Linked DNA regions of Capsicum annuum: region 1 is linked to region 2. The links are chromatin contacts, called in public Hi-C maps. All regions are on one chromosome and are shown on one strand. Each heading gives the region's core, a stretch centred on a gene start, on an enhancer-like site or on the middle of the called end of the contact. The rest is flanking DNA. Distances are from core to core; before and after follow the strand shown.

Region 1 (2,906 bases), core at 225-2,724, 42 kb after region 2:
TAAAGTGAGGTTGAAAGAGAGTTTTAAAAAATGTTTTCCTTACTTTTTGAAGAGAAGTCATTTTCCTTAGAATTAAGGAAAATAAGTTGATTTGGAAAACATTTTTTGAAACATATAAGCCAACCAAACATAAGAAAACTGAAAAACATTTTCTGGAAAATGTTTTCCTTTATACCAAACATACCTAAAGTCTGTGATGTATATGAACTATACATATCATTATATTTCAAATTTGTACCCTCAGTTATGTATATGTCTATCATATACATAAGTACTGATATGTATATAGACTGACAACTACTAATGCATCATCAAATTCATGAAAAACTCAATATAATAATGCAAAACTAACAACCATATTCAAAAATCAAAAATTTAAAAACCTCACATTGATGGAAAAACACTATATCCCAGTACAATAAATAATCATCTCATTATATTCTAAATACGTACTAACAGTTATGTATATGTCTACCATATACATAAGTATTGATATGTACATACACTGACAACTATTAATGCACCCTCAAAATCATGAAAAAACTCACATAATACTGCAAAACTAACAATCATATTCAAAAATAAAAAATAAAAAAAACTCACATTAATGAAAAAAATTAAAAAATAAATAACTTAAAAAATAAAAAATCAAATAATACTCCTCCGATTTGATTTTTTGAACTTCGATTAGCAGCTTTCCTAAGCTTCTTCATGTTAATGGGATTGTTACGATTTTTTGATCTGTTTTCAACAAAATTAGGGGCCTCATAATGAATTCACTGGGAATGAACTATATAATCTGATTTGTTGGTTCAAAATGGTCTAACTGAGTTAATCTTAAACTAAAAAATGGAGTATCATTTATTTACTAAGTAATACTGAGTGAATAGAGTACGTGAAAGAACTTATTCTATATAATTTTAGTAAAGTAGAAAAAGAAAATCTTACTCAAAGTCGGAAAAAAAAAAGTTTGAATTTATTCTATTGAATGAACAACATGCAAGAAATTGTTTAATCAGAATCTATTAATTTTGGGTAAAGTAGGGAAAAAAATATAACTAACCTCAGATCTTAAAAATTACAGCATATTGAAAATGACGTTTTTATTAGAATTGAATGCAATTGAGTAAGAGTTTGAATCAAACATGATAATGAATTCAAAAATGGTAACCGCTACATAATGACTTCTTGATCTTAGGCTTCTTCCAAGGAGAACAAGCTGTATAAAAATTAGTAAAGTTATGTATATGTAATTTTAGAGAGAGAAATTGAGAAAGTAATGAGATTTTTGTAATATATTTTGAGAGTTGAGATTTTATGTAATGAGTGATACTTAAGTTGTGGCTTTGTGTAATTTTTAGTTTTTTTTTTTTATATATATAATTTTATGTTGGGCTGGGTTGGGGCACATGTGAAGAAATCCAGTCCAGTCTAGCAAAATTCAGAGAGGGTCGTGTCCAAGTGTGTATCATTCTCACTTGGGAAAATGGAGAAGGAAAACAATATTAGTATGAATATGAAGAAGAAGATTGGGGCGTGTGATGTGGAGGCCCTGAAGAAGTGTTTGGAAGAGAATAAAGGGGACTATCTCAAATGCCAGTCTCATATTGAAGCCTTTAAGTCATCTTGCTCTACCAACAACAACAACCCTAACACTAAAATTTCTTCACCAGACCTCACTAAATCCTGAAACTTTCATACTCAGAGCTCGAATTTCTTGCTGTTTTACTTGCAATAAGGTTTTTCTTTTGTACCCATGTACTATTGGATGTTATTCGTTTTCATTTTGCCAACTTGAATGCTAAAATACTGGTTTTATATGAATATATTGAGCATGGTTTTAGCCTAGCCTTGGTGTGATTGAGTTGCTTGGTACCTGTTGTTGCTGCTTGCTGTACATGTTGGTGGTGGGAGGTGGCAGGTATCACGTGAAATTAGTGGAGGTCCCTGCAAGATAGGCCGGACACCACAGTTATAAAAATAATGAATATATTGAGCTTTTCTGATTGTGTTGGACAAATGGTGAAATGGTTTTGTGTTTACGCTTAAGTGTTTGTCCCCATGAATGGAGCAGAAATGAAAGCGCTTTTCCTTGTAGACATAACTATACCAACATACTCAGTGTAATCCCACAAGTTGAGTATGGGAAGGGTAGAGTCTACATAGACCGTACCCCTCCCCTACCTTTGTGGGAGACATTGTAGTCAGTTTATTTCATACAGATCGATGCCTCGGGTTTATACTAGGGGAAAAAGGATCTTTTTTGTGTTTTGTGGATGTTTGGAACCGATTCTAGCTGTAAATTATAATCCTTGGCATTGTGATTAAACCGAGTTCAGCTAAACCTTCTAAGTTTCTGATTAGTCGTTAATAGTCCGTAAATATTAACCGATTTAGAAATTAGCAATCCTAATGGAAACAAAAGTGGAAGCGTACAATTGATTTGTTTGCTCTATACTGTCAAGGACTAGGTGTTAAATTACCATGCTGATGTATTGTCTTATTCGAGAATCATTGCGTTCCCAATACCTGAATTCCTAGTTTATAAAGCTAAAATTATGGTGGTAGTGTGAATGAAAAGCAAGTAAAAAAGTTGTACTGGAAAAGTTTGATGTTTAGGGGTGTGAAATTTGCAAAGATATGCTTGCTCGATCCTTATGAACCATAGGTAACTCGATCATTGTCTTTTGTATGCTTACATTTTATGTGAAAGGAACTTTCTTACAAGCTACTGCTTAGACTAGGGACTTAGAAATTGAACCACTTGTTAGTTATCTGATGTCTAGGTATTCACATAATATTACTTTAACAAATAGTGGCTTAGATGCATTACTAATTTGCCAACTTGGGTGGGAAGTTCCTGATGACTGTCAGATAACTTCAATTATTGCTGCAAGTTTAGTCTT
Region 2 (2,833 bases), core at 25-2,524:
ACATGATCTTGGAACACCTCATAAAAGGAAACGAAGATCGTTATCTTCGCATCCTTTGTTTGCGAAAAGATCTCAGCTATTGTCATTGTTGCCAAACCTTGTTTGTCCGCAGAACCCTACAATAGAAAGAAACAATATCCTTAGTTTCAAAGTTCCAGAAGGTTATTATTGGAGAAACAGAGGAAAATGGAGCTATGGATAAAATAACCCACTTGTTAAGTAACTACACAGAAGACATACCTGGATTGTGTGGGTTTTTCCACTGCCCCTTGCCCCATAAGCAATAATGGATGCATTTCGACCGCCGAGAACTTCTGATATCAAGGGTTTCATCTCTCTTGAAAATATTATATCATTATCATCATCTTGTTCATAACAATCATCTAATTCATATTTATCTTTACGACTGCAATAAACTAGAAAACGTCAGATTTTTCCCTCCCAAAAAGAAAATGTGGATGCCTAGCACCAGTAACCCAATGGAAACCAAGCTCAATTCAATCTCGAAATAAACAACGCTATTTACAGAATACATTTGTAAATGGAATATCTACAAGTTTTGCCCAAGAAATCATAGAATACCACATGATTAGGACCGGAACAGGAATTAACAACCCAATGACTAACATGTAATCAAATCCATGGGCGGACTGTCGCTATCGACAGTGGGTCAGTCGAACTCACTCTCTTGGCTTGAAACACTAACTAAATTTTTTACCCCGAATTTGGCTGGTATCATCTTGAACAAAAAATTAAAGTCAATGGTGTATCATGTTTCATCATGTGTAGCTAAATCGGTCAACACCAACAAACTAAGCATAATTTAAGCCAAACATATCAAAGCAAATGAAAATTGAACTGGAAAAAATTGTTCACCACAAACATTACCTACTGCCTTCATCTCCGAATGAGATTGTAACTTTTCCAGACGATTCAGAATCATTCTCATTGGTCCGGGAAACAGTGACCCACGGCTTCGAATCTCGGCCGGATAATTCAGATTCTTGATCGGTAAATCCTCGAATTTTTCCAACAATTCGCACCCTGCGTGATATTCTTGGGCCGGTGTTGAGTTTCAGGCGATTTGAATCGGGCGTCGAGAAAGCCATGGAAGAATATTAGGGATTGAGAATTTACAATTTTTGAAATTTGGATGAATTGATGAAAGAGTGAGGGAGTGATGCCTATTATTTTGTGCAGGAGAAATAGCCGTTAGGGTTTCATTTTTCAAATTATTTGTTTCTCAGAACTATCTGGCGCTCTTCAACGCTCCCCTGGACGACACCCTTTATGTAATCCATTTTTCTTTTTTCCGTCTTTTTTTTTTTGTACTAATTAGTTTAGCAGCGTGTGTCTCGCACGTGTAATATTTTATTATTTAAGATTAAATAATTTTATTCATTGCAGAGATTTTATCTAACGTTTTTATATTTATTCTTAAATTTTTTAATTTTTTTTTAAAATCAAATTTAGTTGATTTAGAATTCTTACACTAATAAAAAAAGAATTAGTTGTTATTAATTCTGATGACTTCTGATAAGGAAAGTTGTTACCATAAAAATATTTAATTAATTTTCAACTCTTATATATTAGGAAAAATAGTGAAAAGACGATTTTATCTAAAGCAAAAACTTTTAATGAAGGAAAAAAGTTCAAACACTATTTTTAAGGCCCTTCACTCTTTTAATATAGTATAGATATATTGTTAAGGAGTAAAATATAATTTCTTGTTCATTTTTTTTCTGATTTAATTTTTGGTGCCTGCATTGAAGACCAACTGATTTGAATTCGCATCAAAATAAGGGTCATTTAGGAATAGCGCTCTCTATCAAGGATTTTTTCATACTTACGGCTCAAACCTGATAATTTTCCATTTATTATTCTTAAATTTAGCCACATATGGCCGTTCTATTTTAAGCAAGTTTATATATTTTTATCTACTTCAACTCCATACCAGCATGCCTAGACCTGTTTTCTCTCATCAATTCTACGTTATGAAAATATAAAGTATCACAGTCTTCTACACATTAAACCTAACCTATCTGGACGTCAAACTTTTGAAAGAAGCAAACAACAATAAAAATGCTCTTTCCTTTTTTTCGTACTTGGAATAATCAATCATCTAAAAATCAAGCAATAATAAGAGTAATTAAATAATTACTCTTCAAACAAATATCTTGAGGATTGAAACACACTAATTCTATCATTGATTCAAGGTTTATATCATTTCCCAAGGTCAATTAACCATCAACTAGTTCTTTCAAGCTCAACCTATCTTCATTAATAGAGATTTTATGCTAAAGGTCTCATCTTTATGGAATTCAAGGTTTCTAATGTAATGACCCTCCAGTTCATTTTCTGCATTTTATGTATTTTTGCCTTAGAGCTTTCCTATAGCTGCCCAAAGTCATTTGTGACTTGCTAGAGCTGACAGTTCAGTTATCGGGCAGTTCGTTTGATTTTTAGAGTCAATTTTCTATTTGAAGTCTTCGCTGGTAAAGATTGGCTATCGGACGTAAACTTCAATTCAACAACCTCGTATGTCAATTTTGACAATTCTTTAAGCTCTGAAACATCAATTTTAGGCTAGGATCACTTTTGGCTTGGGTCTCAAGGCTTGCGAACTCATCTTGCTCTATTGATAGAAATTTGAGAAAAATGACCCTTAGGTAAAGAGACGACCCCAGATGAAAATTTTGACTGCACCATTGAATCTGGAATGTCAAATTTGATAGGGGAGCATAGTTCGTTTGCGTTCACTGGATTTTGGATGAATCCCAAGGGATCGGTGGAGACTTGGAATTTTTCAAGTCTCAGTTGGTGCATCTGCTAA

Evidence for each region. Hi-C and Micro-C count contacts between places; a contact is called where the count stands out from the background.
Region 1: a Hi-C map of leaf shows a contact between it and region 2, with 2.0 times the contacts expected there. The contact joins the enhancer-like site here to the promoter of LOC107863259 in region 2. A contact is called at or near these places in 4 of 5 Hi-C or Micro-C datasets (bud, leaf and placenta).

Annotation. Positions count from the first base shown.
Region 1 is chr3:214,639,002-214,641,907 of UCD10Xv1.1, forward strand. No RefSeq gene overlaps it. Among protein-coding and RNA genes, the nearest start is that of LOC107863263, 8.0 kb to the right of the region's middle. Within about 2 kb of position 1,475, at least 5 of the 5 cell types and tissues checked have an H3K27ac peak or open chromatin away from gene starts, as enhancers often do. A contact at or near this core is called in bud and leaf, where this site is marked.
Region 2 is chr3:214,597,009-214,599,841 of UCD10Xv1.1, forward strand. It overlaps LOC107863259 (kinesin-like protein KIN-10C), which reads right to left and starts at 1,275. Exons shown (of 16, transcript XM_047409370.1): 1 at 889-1,275; 2 at 241-406; 3 at 1-116. The coding sequence starts at 1,109.